Linked DNA regions of Gossypium arboreum: region 1 is linked to region 2. The links are chromatin contacts, called in public Hi-C maps. All regions are on one chromosome and are shown on one strand. The core of a region is the stretch at or near the end of the contact, and the rest is flanking DNA. Distances in the headings are between cores, read along the strand shown. Region 1 holds the start of LOC108474676 (RING-H2 finger protein ATL47). Region 2 holds the start of LOC108475728.

Region 1 (5,654 bases), core at 1,817-4,316, 230 kb before region 2:
TCAAAATGTAAAACCCCCATGCAATATTGTTATTTTTAAATGCACATGGGATGCCTTTTATCTCCCCAAAGTATGTGCCAGATGCTGCTACTCTTAAAGAACGCGAGCTTGAGCTTCAAGTCTCAAATGGGGTTGGCTCACCAGATGGTTAAAATAATGTGTAAATTGAAATGAGGGTGAGCAGGGTGGTTAAAAATGTGACAGAAGAGACCTTGGATTCTTCTATCAATATCTCAATAATGCATGCTGTCGGTTTGTCTTTGTAACTGTAACTTAGAGCATGTAAAAAGATTGATTTGGATTGCTATGTACTTTTGACTTACGTGCTTCTCTCTCATGGAGTTGGTACTACTATGATCACTTAGCTTACCAAATTCCGCGTCATGCCTGCCACTCTAGCATTGCTCATGCCATCACTTTTGTTTTGACTTTGGGCTCAATCAAATAGCTTTCAACTTTGGCTCCAGCTCCTGCACTTCTTCATCTAGTCTAAGTCAATTCTCGCATGCCTATCTAATAATGTTTGTGATGAACAAGACAACATTCAGGGACTCCAGCAGTTTTGTCTTCTCTCATTATATCACTATTGTGCCTATACAGTTTTGTCTTCTCTAACATATCATATGAAGGGTGAAAAGGAAAATAAGTGCTAGAAAAAATTTTCCCTCTTTTAAAATCCCACCGGATTCAACTTCAAAATAATCAAAACCCAATCCGAATACCAAAATGTTAGAAAACAAAAATAAAAAAGAATCCATGCTTTTTAACCTTTACAGTAAAAGTATGAGGAGGGAGGAGTAAAAAACAATTTCAAGTTTCAAGAAAGGTTCAACCCAGGCCTGTGCTATCAGCTTATCAACATATGGGGTGGGTTAAATGAAGTTTCTACTCTTAAGGAAATTTAATTATGGGGTAAGCTTGGGATCTGAACTTTAATTAGAGTAAGATAAAACACTGTTAAGACCCCACCATCCACTGACTTATGTCTGATGTCAACTTTTCATATAATGGTTACACTCACTAGCGTCCTTCAAACCACTTTTTTGGGATCCCACCGTCCTCATCATTCATACCAAGCAAAAAGGGTTCCTCTTACAACTTCAATTTAATGGACTTCATCATTCATTGTAAATAAATAAAAATTAAAAAGCCTCTCATAGAAAGAGCACCAGATTATTTGACCTCAAATTAAATACTTTTTTGTTCGTTTCTCTTTATTATTCTCTTCTGGTATACAGTGCTGGCAGAGGGAGAAGAAAAAGGCATCACTTTATCAACAATTGAATGTGTGCATTTCACAGGATGAAAGCAAATGTTTTTAAGATTAGGCACCACATGGAATTTTACCTCAAAGACGGAGTACATTGCCATTTGCCATAAAGTAAGAACATAAAGAAGCATAAATCACAGAAGTTGCATTGCACTTGCAGTTGCACTAGTAAAGAATCAAATTTCTTTGAAAGGAAAGTGAAAGTAAAAGCTAAAAGGAAAGGGCTTTAAATAAAAAGATTCGTTGAATATATATTACTATGGTGAAGTACAAAAGGAACAGTAACTACCTTAGGACATGAGCTCTACTACCAGTCCATGGCAAACCAACAGTAACTGAGGAAGAGCCTACTGTATCTGAAGATCTTAGGAATTTACCTTTCTTAGACGATTGCCAGATCTTGGATACAGAAAAGCTTTCACCTTTACTTGTAAAGTTAATCCTTTTTCCCTTAACATCACCATCATTTGATGAATTCCCAGTTTGTCCAATTCTTCCCTTCACAAGCTTCATACTAGCAGTACCATTGCCACCTCTAGAAGGGCAAAGAGCTACTTGCAACTTATCAGCAACCACATATTGGAATGACCCCATTGAGTAACATCTCCTTGCATCCAAATTACTGCTACTGGTCTCCCCTTCTCTTAATACACCTTCTCCACCTTCTATTTCTCCTCCACTTCCATCATTTGAACTTCTAAATTTGCCTAGTCTCACAGAAAACACCCTCTTTCCAATGTCACTCTCTGCGGGTTTTGGGCCAAGAGACACCCCACTTCCTCCATTGCTTGATAACATGTTTTCTTCCCTTGGATATTCCAAATCAAAAATTGGGTTTTCAATTGGAAGCCCAGGTGTGAAAAGGGTCCCTCTACAAAGAGGGCAAGTAGAGTTAGACATCAACCATGTGTCTATACAGTCTATATGGAAAGCATGACTACACATAGGAAGCAATCTCAACTTATCTTGTTCCAAGAATTCACAAAGACAAACCGCACAATCAAATGGCTCTTTCAACCCCATTATTTCCTTATATAGAAACACAGGTAGAGCATCTATGAAAGCTTGATCCAGACCCGAATCATGAAGATGGAAGAGTTGTTGCAACTGCCTTTGGAAAGCATCAGATCCTGACATTTCTGGGTATCTGTTGGATTCTGATACAGATGAGGGAGACCTATGCTTCATAAGAAATCTGACAAGCAAGTGAAGAAGGCCAGATATGAAAAATATAACAGCCAGAATAACAATGATGAACAAAACAGCAGGGCTTATTTTACTAGCTGAAGATGATGACGAAAGGGAGTTTGGCTGCTTTTGGTTATCATTACTGTAGGACAATGGAGGAGAGGAGAAAGAAGAAGAAGGAGGCGAAGAAAGTAGAGAGTGAGGATGGTAACTCAAACCACCATCTTTTAGCTTGATTTGAGATTGTATCCAAGACATTTTAGGAAATGGGCATGCTAGAAGCACCTGTTTCTTCAACTTTCTTGAACCAAAACTAACTACAGTCACCTATATGGAACCCAGGAAACTAAAATGAACAAGCAATGGGCACATTATTTCTTGCACCTCCAACAAAACCCCAGCTCAGTTCACCCAATGAGGTTTGGCAAAAATCTAATCTTAGACTGAAGATTTACAAGTAAGAGGATTGCTTAGGTAGAAGACTTGGTAATAATGAATAAAAAAACAGCGAACTAGCTCGTAATTGGTGTAACAAGAACAAGAACAAGAACAACAACAGGTACTCTTCTAAGTTTGTAACACTTGTAACCGAGTCAAGGTTTTAGTTGACCTACCTCAGGAATTAGAAACTCTGGCATTACGGAACCCCATATTTAATAAGTTGATCCGTTGATTGTTGCAGTGAACACCATTTTAGTCCTGTTGGAGTTTCCAATTCCCTTCACATTTGCTATGTTTTAGAGAAGGATGGGGCGAAGGTGCGGCAGGTAAGCTTCTAAAAAAGTGAAAGGATTAGAGGACAAAAGTATCAAGGGCCGTTTTGTCATTTAGTCTGATTTGGGATTTTTGTTTTTTACTTTTCTTTAAGATATTTTAATCTACCCTTTAATCTCTGAATATTACGTAATTATGCTCTCTTGAATCCGCAATTTTGAAAAATCATTTAACAATATTGGTATTAGAGGTGTTCATGGGTCGGGTTGGGTCGAGCCCATACAAATTTTTAGGCCCGTCTACTAGGTTCGGGTTTGGCCCGACTCAAAATATGGGCCTAAAATTTTGCCCAAGCCCGGCCCAAAATAAAATTATATAATAAATCAAATATATTTAAAAACATAAAAACAAATATTAAAACAAATAAAAATAATACTAAAACAATTCTTAAAACAATACACAAATTAATAATATAAAAAAATGGTTATATTAAAATTTAAAATAATTAAAATAAAATAAAAAAATTATTAATATATAATTTAGGCGGGCCCGGCCAAAAACTCTTACCGAGGCCGGCCCGTTTTCTAAACAGGTCTCGTTTTTACCCAAGCCCATTTTTGGGTCTATATTTTTACCCAAACCTCCCATTTTTCTAAGGCGGGCCTTGGTAGGCCGCCGCCAAACCCATGATCGGCTATTGGTATTAGGGATGACAAGAAAATGTTTTTACTTGCACTGATCCATAGATCCCTCGGGGATAGAGATCCATGGGCCTTGGCTCCTACTCTACTTTTTTTTTTATTTCTTTTTGTGCAAATTATACTTAAAATTGTTAAATTATTAATAAATTTATATTTTGATCATTTAATTTTAAAAAGTTACAAAATGTTATTAAATTATTTGAAAGTTTTTATTTAAGTCACTAGATTATTAAATTGTTGATGTATGACATTCTTTGTTCACATCTTCTATACCAATCGAAAGCTCTTTTTTCCCATCTCTTTTATAATTTAATTTTCTTTTCATGAAATAGCTTTAAACGACATGAACTTGCGAACCAAAATTCAAATAACCTTCTTCTTTGGTCTTCGACATTAATCGTTAGATCAACTTGGAACTAAGGTAGATTCTCCTACTCATTTATGAGGACTGATTCACCATACTGATCGTCAATTAGAACTCACTAGTTGGACTTTTTTTATATAAAAAACTTAAAACCCAGTGAGTAAATAAAAATATTTGAATAGTTCAATGACCATTTTATAACTTTTTTTGAAGTTGAGTGATCAAAACATAAACTTACTAATAATTTAGTGACCTTGGTGTAGTTTACCCTTAAAATTAATATAAGATTTTTACACAAATTTTACTTTTGACCCCAACAATTTATAATTTTATCTCAACTCTTCTAATAAAAGATTCTTGTGTTAATATTGATCCAACTTTTATACCTTCTATGTTGACCTTGATCTGGCTCAATTATATTTAAAAATTTAAAATTCAAAACTGACCTCCTAAAAAAAAATTACTCAGTTTCAACTCATTCGACCTAGAGATATTCAATAATTCTTGTTGAGACAAGGTGTGTTGCAATGTGTAACACCTTAGTTTTGGTGGGTTTAAAGTTTTGGTGCATAGCAGTAAAAAGTTTTTCTGGCGTATACATGTGGATGTATAGTAACCGCCACAAGAGTAAGTACGAATTTAATTTCCTGATATTCTGCCATATATTATGGAGAAGTCCGTATTAAGTGGTTAAGAGTATACAACAGCCCGCTCGACGAGGTCCTAGTATCCAATTATTGTTTAATGAGATAACAACCTGATGGAGAGATGATTTTGAAAGGAGTGCTCGCCTAAGGCATAGTATGCCATGTTATTATAGTAACAATGCTAGTTGTATTATGATATAGTAATTAGGACCCCTCTGGTTAGGTTAACCAGGTATTGTCCATATTGGATTCTTATTTATATTTGTATTTACAACTATAGACCATTAATGAAAATATTTTGAAAGAGTGACACGTGTTAAGTTTCCATGGGAACGTGGGTCCTATCTGTAAATAAATATTAGTTAAATGGGCTAGAGAGATGGAGACGTTTTATCTTCTTCTTTCCTTTGACAATGTTGTTGTGGCTTTCTTTAGAAGCCGTCTAGGGTTTGCTACCCTTGGGCTGGAACTAAATATCAAATCTAAAATAGAAGATTACTTTGTATTCCAATGAGTATTTCAGTTATGTAGGTGGAATTCTGAAGAATAAGTTGTTAATTTTGGTTGAACGTTAAGATTAAAGAAAAATGGGCTTTGTTGTAACAGCCCGATTTTGGGCCTAGTTGGAACAGTGGTTTTGGAACCACTATTCTGGAGCCAGGGAAATTATTTATAATGTTATTTTATGTGTTATAGCATGATTATGTGAGTGCATGAAAATTTTGGTGAAATAATTTTAGCGATTCCATGCTTAATTGCGAAAAAGGGCT
Region 2 (5,856 bases), core at 2,690-5,189:
TCTGTAAAATTTTGTCGGGATAGTAAACATGTGAATCTATATATTTGATTGTGTGATGTGATCTGCTAAGCCTTTTAGGCAAGTTTTGTATTATCTTATTGGCGTATTCGATGATATCTATATGGTAGTATGTGGTTATTCACCCTTGAGGTAAGTTCTTGGTAAGTTTTAAAGATTCTCTGATGGATAAGTCTATGATAAGGTTATGATATGTTTGCAGTTATTTTGGTTTGAATAGTTCTTTGATGTAATCAAATGAGTCTTAAGGGAAATCTCTTGAAAGGATGTATGAATTTGTATGTTCAAAGAGGGTATCTGCCGAGATCATCTATCTGTTTGGAATATAGGCGTATTCTTAGTTACAAGAGGTATATAATGTTCCATTGGTTTGATTTCATCTATGTTATGTAGGGTTGTAAATCAGAGTTATCTGGTATCCGCCATATTTGAATAGCATCTTATTTTGTTTCTGGAATTATATGGTATTTGCGCTATTTGTTAACGTGGGTATTATTGTGCTTTGTAACAAGAGTTGTGAGAAACGTTTCTGAATGATTTGGTTAGTTCATCATCAATATGAGTTTGTGTTGGGTATTGAAATAGAATATGATTTGATTAGTAAAGTGATGGTATTCAACTCATTGTGGGACTTTGCCAAATTTGTAAATATTCGCCAATAAATAGTGTCTGTAAACAACAATTTTGGAATAAGTGTTTGTGTAAAGAGATGGTTTGTATAAAGTGGGCCTTGAAGAGATATTCTTTCGAGAAGTATTTTGGTTGTTCTAAGAGAAAGAAGATACTAATATATTGTCTGGAAAGATTTGAAGTCAATCTAGCAGTGAAGTGAGAATCAATATGATAAGTGTAATAGTTGGCATGTAGTTGCAAGCCCAAGATGATGAAGGTGTTTGCCCAAACAAAGATGAAATCAAATCTTAGAGATGAGAAATTCAACAAAGAAGATTTCGGGGTATTCTGTATTAAAGCTCACTAAGTTTGTGTAACTTACAAGCGTTATGTTTATGTTTTAGGTATTGTCGAAAAGTGAGTTTGCCAAGAAAGACCAAGCTAGGAATGTGCTAGAGAAGCGACGATCCGGGTTATTATGCATATAACGGGCTATTTGGAAAATAAGCATATGGTAGGATTACGCCTTATCGTGTTTGTTTTCAGTAAATTTTTTTATTATATTAAATTATGATAAATCTGATGTATTATATTATTTTTAAATAATTTTCTTTGTTCCATTGAAATTGAGTCTTTAAGTAAAATATCCTGTTTTAAAATTTTACTAAGTTATGCGTAGTAACACCCGAGATTCGGACCTGGTGAATCAGGTCCGGTTGAAGGTGTTACAAGTATAAGGTCCGAAAATGATATTACATTGTTTAATTTGTATGAATTACTTGTACTTAAATGTATATTGACATTGAATTGGATGTTATCGATTGTAGTTACTCTGACAACAAAGGTGACATCTTGTAACTCAGTCGTGGTAATCAGGTCAGGTATCGAGATGTTACATTATATATTATACAAGTATGACTTATTATCCATTATTTATATAGAGAAAATATTTAAGCAAAATCAAATAAGAACATAACAAATGACAATTGTTTGTATATGCATTGTTTAATTAAAAAGGATAAATTACAAGCTAATCACTTAAGTTTGTTGAAGTTTATGTTTTGATTACCAAACTTTAAAAAATTATTATATAGTCATTAGTGTCGTCTATTTATCATGTTGTGGTCACTCAGTTGTTAACTTTCACTAAATGTGTCATCTTTTCAGATATTTTAAATCAAATTGTATAGTTAGTCACTACACTTTTTCTTTTGAGCGATTTTAATTATATCTCCTTCATCAAATAAGGGGTTAGAAAATTTTAAAATTCTTGGCTGTTGAATTTGATGAATTGAGTTAACTTTATGTGGAAATTTTGAGCTTTGTGGGGTAAAAAAAAAATTTCTTATTGTCAGCTCCAATTTTTATTGTCAGCTCCAATATTGAAGAAAAATGAAGGATAATATATTTTAAAAACCACTTAAAGTACTACATTTTATTTAAATAAATCTTTATATTATTTTTGTAATTAAGTAAACTACTGGCCTATTATTTTTACTCATGATAATATTTGGTTTTATTATTAAAATGATAATATTTTTGAATTTTTAAATTAATTTTCATTTAATACTATGTGAATTTAATGAGAATTAATTAAAATAATAAAATAATAATTTTAAACGTAAAATAAAATAATATTTCTGGATCTTTTTGAAAACACACAATTAAATATTCTTTTGAAAATTTTAAATACTCTTTAGTATATTAACTAAAAATGATCTTAATTCAAATATACAGTGAGAGAGATCAAAATGAATAGAAAATGAGAAAAAAAAAAGAAAAGAAAAGATTACAATAAACAATTGTCAGAATGAAGCAATTCAGACCAAAAAAAAAAAACACTTCCTAAAACCCAGCTCGAAACTAAAAGAGAAAGAAGGTTACGTTTTATTTTGAACGTCAGCAGTAAAAATAATAGAAATCAACCTCGTTGCAAATAAAATCCAATTAGCTTAAAATATACCAAACAAGCAAACATAGAACTCTGTTATTAGAAAATAGAAATTTCAATTACTCATCGATGTAGTGGCATCTAAGAAAATATGTCAAAAATAAAACTAAACATAGTTAAGAATTGCATTTAGCAGAGAATCCTTTAAGCAGATAAAGAAAATGAAAAGAACACTTCGTATCAGTGAAGAAAGAGAAATTTATACATTTCCATGAATAATAAATAATGGGTTTACTTTTCTTCTTGTTGAGATTGAATTTAAGAATGAGTTTTGATGTTTTATATTTCGTTTTAGGGAGGGGATTTTGGTTATTTACGTTCTGGAAAGCTAAAAGAAAAAGAAAAAGGAAAGTTAAAAGAAAAGAAAAATTAAAATTATTGGGACTAATTAAAAAAATTCGACATCTACTTATTGTTACACACTTAACAGAAGTTAATGGCTCAATAATTTTGATGTCCACAATGTACTTAAACAAACATAAGTGTAATTTAGTCAACAAACGAGAAAGAAAGAAGGAGCAAAGGCTGGAAATTCCAGCAGATGGGTAGCCCACATGCATGAATTCCAGAGGAAATTAAAACCACCAATATTAACAAACTAAAAGGGAAGAATAAACCAACTTCTTAGGAGAAAACCTTAACATTCAAATATAATTACTATAAGGAAAAAAAAAAAGGAGGAAGAGAGTACATTTGTATATGGCAAGGCAGCAAATGCCATCTAAATTCTATATTATATATAATCTACATAAATATTTGAATATTAATGTCGACTGAATTATTGGAGTCTTTAGTTAACATCGTTCAATCTTTAAATAACTTTTACCTTTACCCTTATAAAAAGAAAAGGAGAGATTAAATTGAGGGTTGGTAAATCTTCGAAAGAGCTTGCAGAAGATTAAGTTGTAAGCGCAAATGCAGTATATAATCTACCGTCCTCAAGAACAGGCGATCCGGTTGCATCAATTGCCCTCCCGGAATTAGCTTTTGCAACCTTTTGATCTTCATTCTAACTGATCGACCACCGGTGCTGCCTCCGCCACTGCAAGCAGTCCGCCTCCTCCTCATCCTCCATTTCACCATAGAAAACTCTTTGCAGCTCCTTGGCTCCGTATGTTTCATAAGAAAATGTGTATAAATTTCTTAAGCTAAATAGAGAACAAAAACGCAGGGAGGAAGGAAGGAAGTCACTCTTTATTTTCTTGGGTTTGTGTTCAAAGGAATGAAAAGTTATGATTGATGTAACAAAAAAAAAATGGAAGGGGAGAGAGAGGCATGAATGATGGGAAGAAGAGATATAGAAGGGACCATGTGAGCCGAGTCTTGATGTTCCTTTCGGCTCTTACGACATGAATTAAATATTCATATGTTCCTGTTTTAGTCACACGTTCTCTCTAGTTTGTCGTCTTATGGACGTGGGCTTGCGGTGGGGCCCAATAAATCCCAACCCCATTTTTGCAGATACCATCATACTATGCACCACTAATCTTTTATTGAGAATTTAGTTAAACAATCCAACTTTTTGCTTTAATAAAGACATTATTGTCTATGAAATGGAAATTCTCTAATAAGTAGAGTTACCCTCAAAACTTTTATTAAAAATATTGGCCCGATAAATCTTTAAGTTCTGAAGTTTTATATTATGAATTTTTAACATAAAGAAAAACAACATTTGTTAATTCAACTTAATAACTCATAAATTGGTTAATTGAACTCAATAATTATATGTACTTGTATGAATGTACATTATTCTATCATTTAACAAAATAGTGTAGTTGAGTTGAGCGAAACTTAAATAGTGGAAAACACAAGTTCAAGCTTAAGTTTGGCCCGAAATTTAAGGCTCGATATTCGATTCAAGTTTAATCAGACATCAATTTTTAAACTTGAGCTTTATTAGGCTTGTTTCTTAATTTTTGTACTCAACATCAAACTTTAACTTGAACTTCAACTCAATTAAGCTCGTTCATACTTAAGCTATTTTTATATAATAAGAGTAAAAATGTGATTTCATATATAATATATTAAAATGAAAAGCTCAATTAGAGTCAGAACCATTCAAATTGAATATTACGATGCTCAAATTCAACTTGATTAATAGCTTAAGTTGCTTGAGTGCAAACTCAACTCGATAATTACCGAATCAAATTTGAGCATTTTATTTGGAGTCAAGCACAAATAGCTTGTGAACATTGGTGTTTTATTTATACCACTACTTCCGCACATTCAACCTGCCATTATTTCCCTATTTCTTTATCATCATATGTGCCATATAGGGTCTAAATGTCAATCTATCTCAAAAAAAAAAGTAAAAAATAGTAATGACAATATGTTAAGGGGGAGCTAAGGTTATTTGATGTTATAGCTTCCTCCATTGTGTATGTTTTGTTCAAAAAATTGCTAAAAGGGAAGATTGTTGAAAAATATAGAAATGGCAATAGAGTGCCAAGGGAGTTCTCACTCCTTTACCATTGGAGTTGTTTGAGATAGTTTTCATATTTGAAATGTTGGCAATTTATTGAATGATATTTATAGGTTCTGTTGAGTATATGGATGATATCTAGTCCATCAAAGAAGATCATAACAATTGGAGAAACATAGTTTGGAGATTGGATCGAATTGGTTCACCTTATTTAATCCTTTAGATCGTGGATATCATATTGAATTGGAACACTACACTCTTAGCTGTCAAAAGTCCATTTTTTTTATTCATTATTATTATATTGTATTCAACGTATAATGTGGTTGTTTTTATAGGGATTGATATAGATCTTATCTATGTTAGCAAGTCTCAAACAACTCCATATAATTGAGAGATTTGTATAGGTTTATGTACCAAGAATTGAGAGCACTTAATTTGTACATGTGAATAATTATATTTTGTGAGTGCAATGTGATTATAAAACTTGTTGTGTTGTGGTTTTACAAGATAAACTCACAGGGGTGAATTTAGTGCTGAGGGTTCTAGTCTTCAAAGATACAAGTGAAGAAATTATCATGGATGTGTGATAGATTTAGGATCACTGTGTAAGAGTTTAAAGATAGTGGATACTTCTCATTAAGCTAGGCTTCGCAGATGTAAGGAAAATGAACTAAGTAAACAATCTTTGTGTCTTCTATTTTATTTTTTGTTCATGTAGTGCTTGAAGGAGTACCCACTCCCTTAGCCGTTCCTTCCAAACACTTAGTTTGTTTCTCAACGATTGTTCGAACTAACACCACCCATTAACATTAAGTAAAAAAATGGACTACCTAATTATAAAATTGTCATTGAT

The links. Hi-C and Micro-C count contacts between places; a contact is called where the count stands out from the background.
Region 1: a contact with region 2 is called in a Hi-C map of leaf, with 3 times the contacts expected there. The contact joins the promoter of LOC108474676 here to the promoter of LOC108475728 in region 2. A contact is called at or near these places in 2 of 5 Hi-C or Micro-C datasets (both in leaf).

What each region holds. Positions count from the first base shown.
Region 1 is chr3:14,403,796-14,409,449 of ASM2569848v2, reverse strand. It overlaps LOC108474676 (RING-H2 finger protein ATL47), which reads right to left and starts at 3,066. Exons shown (of 2, transcript XM_017776670.2): 1 at 2,232-3,066; 2 at 1,342-2,141. The coding sequence starts at 2,716. The coding sequence ends at 1,556.
Region 2 is chr3:14,177,595-14,183,450 of ASM2569848v2, reverse strand. LOC108475728 reads right to left here and starts at 3,939. Exons shown (of 1, transcript XM_017777718.2): 1 at 3,203-3,939. The coding sequence starts at 3,703. The coding sequence ends at 3,437.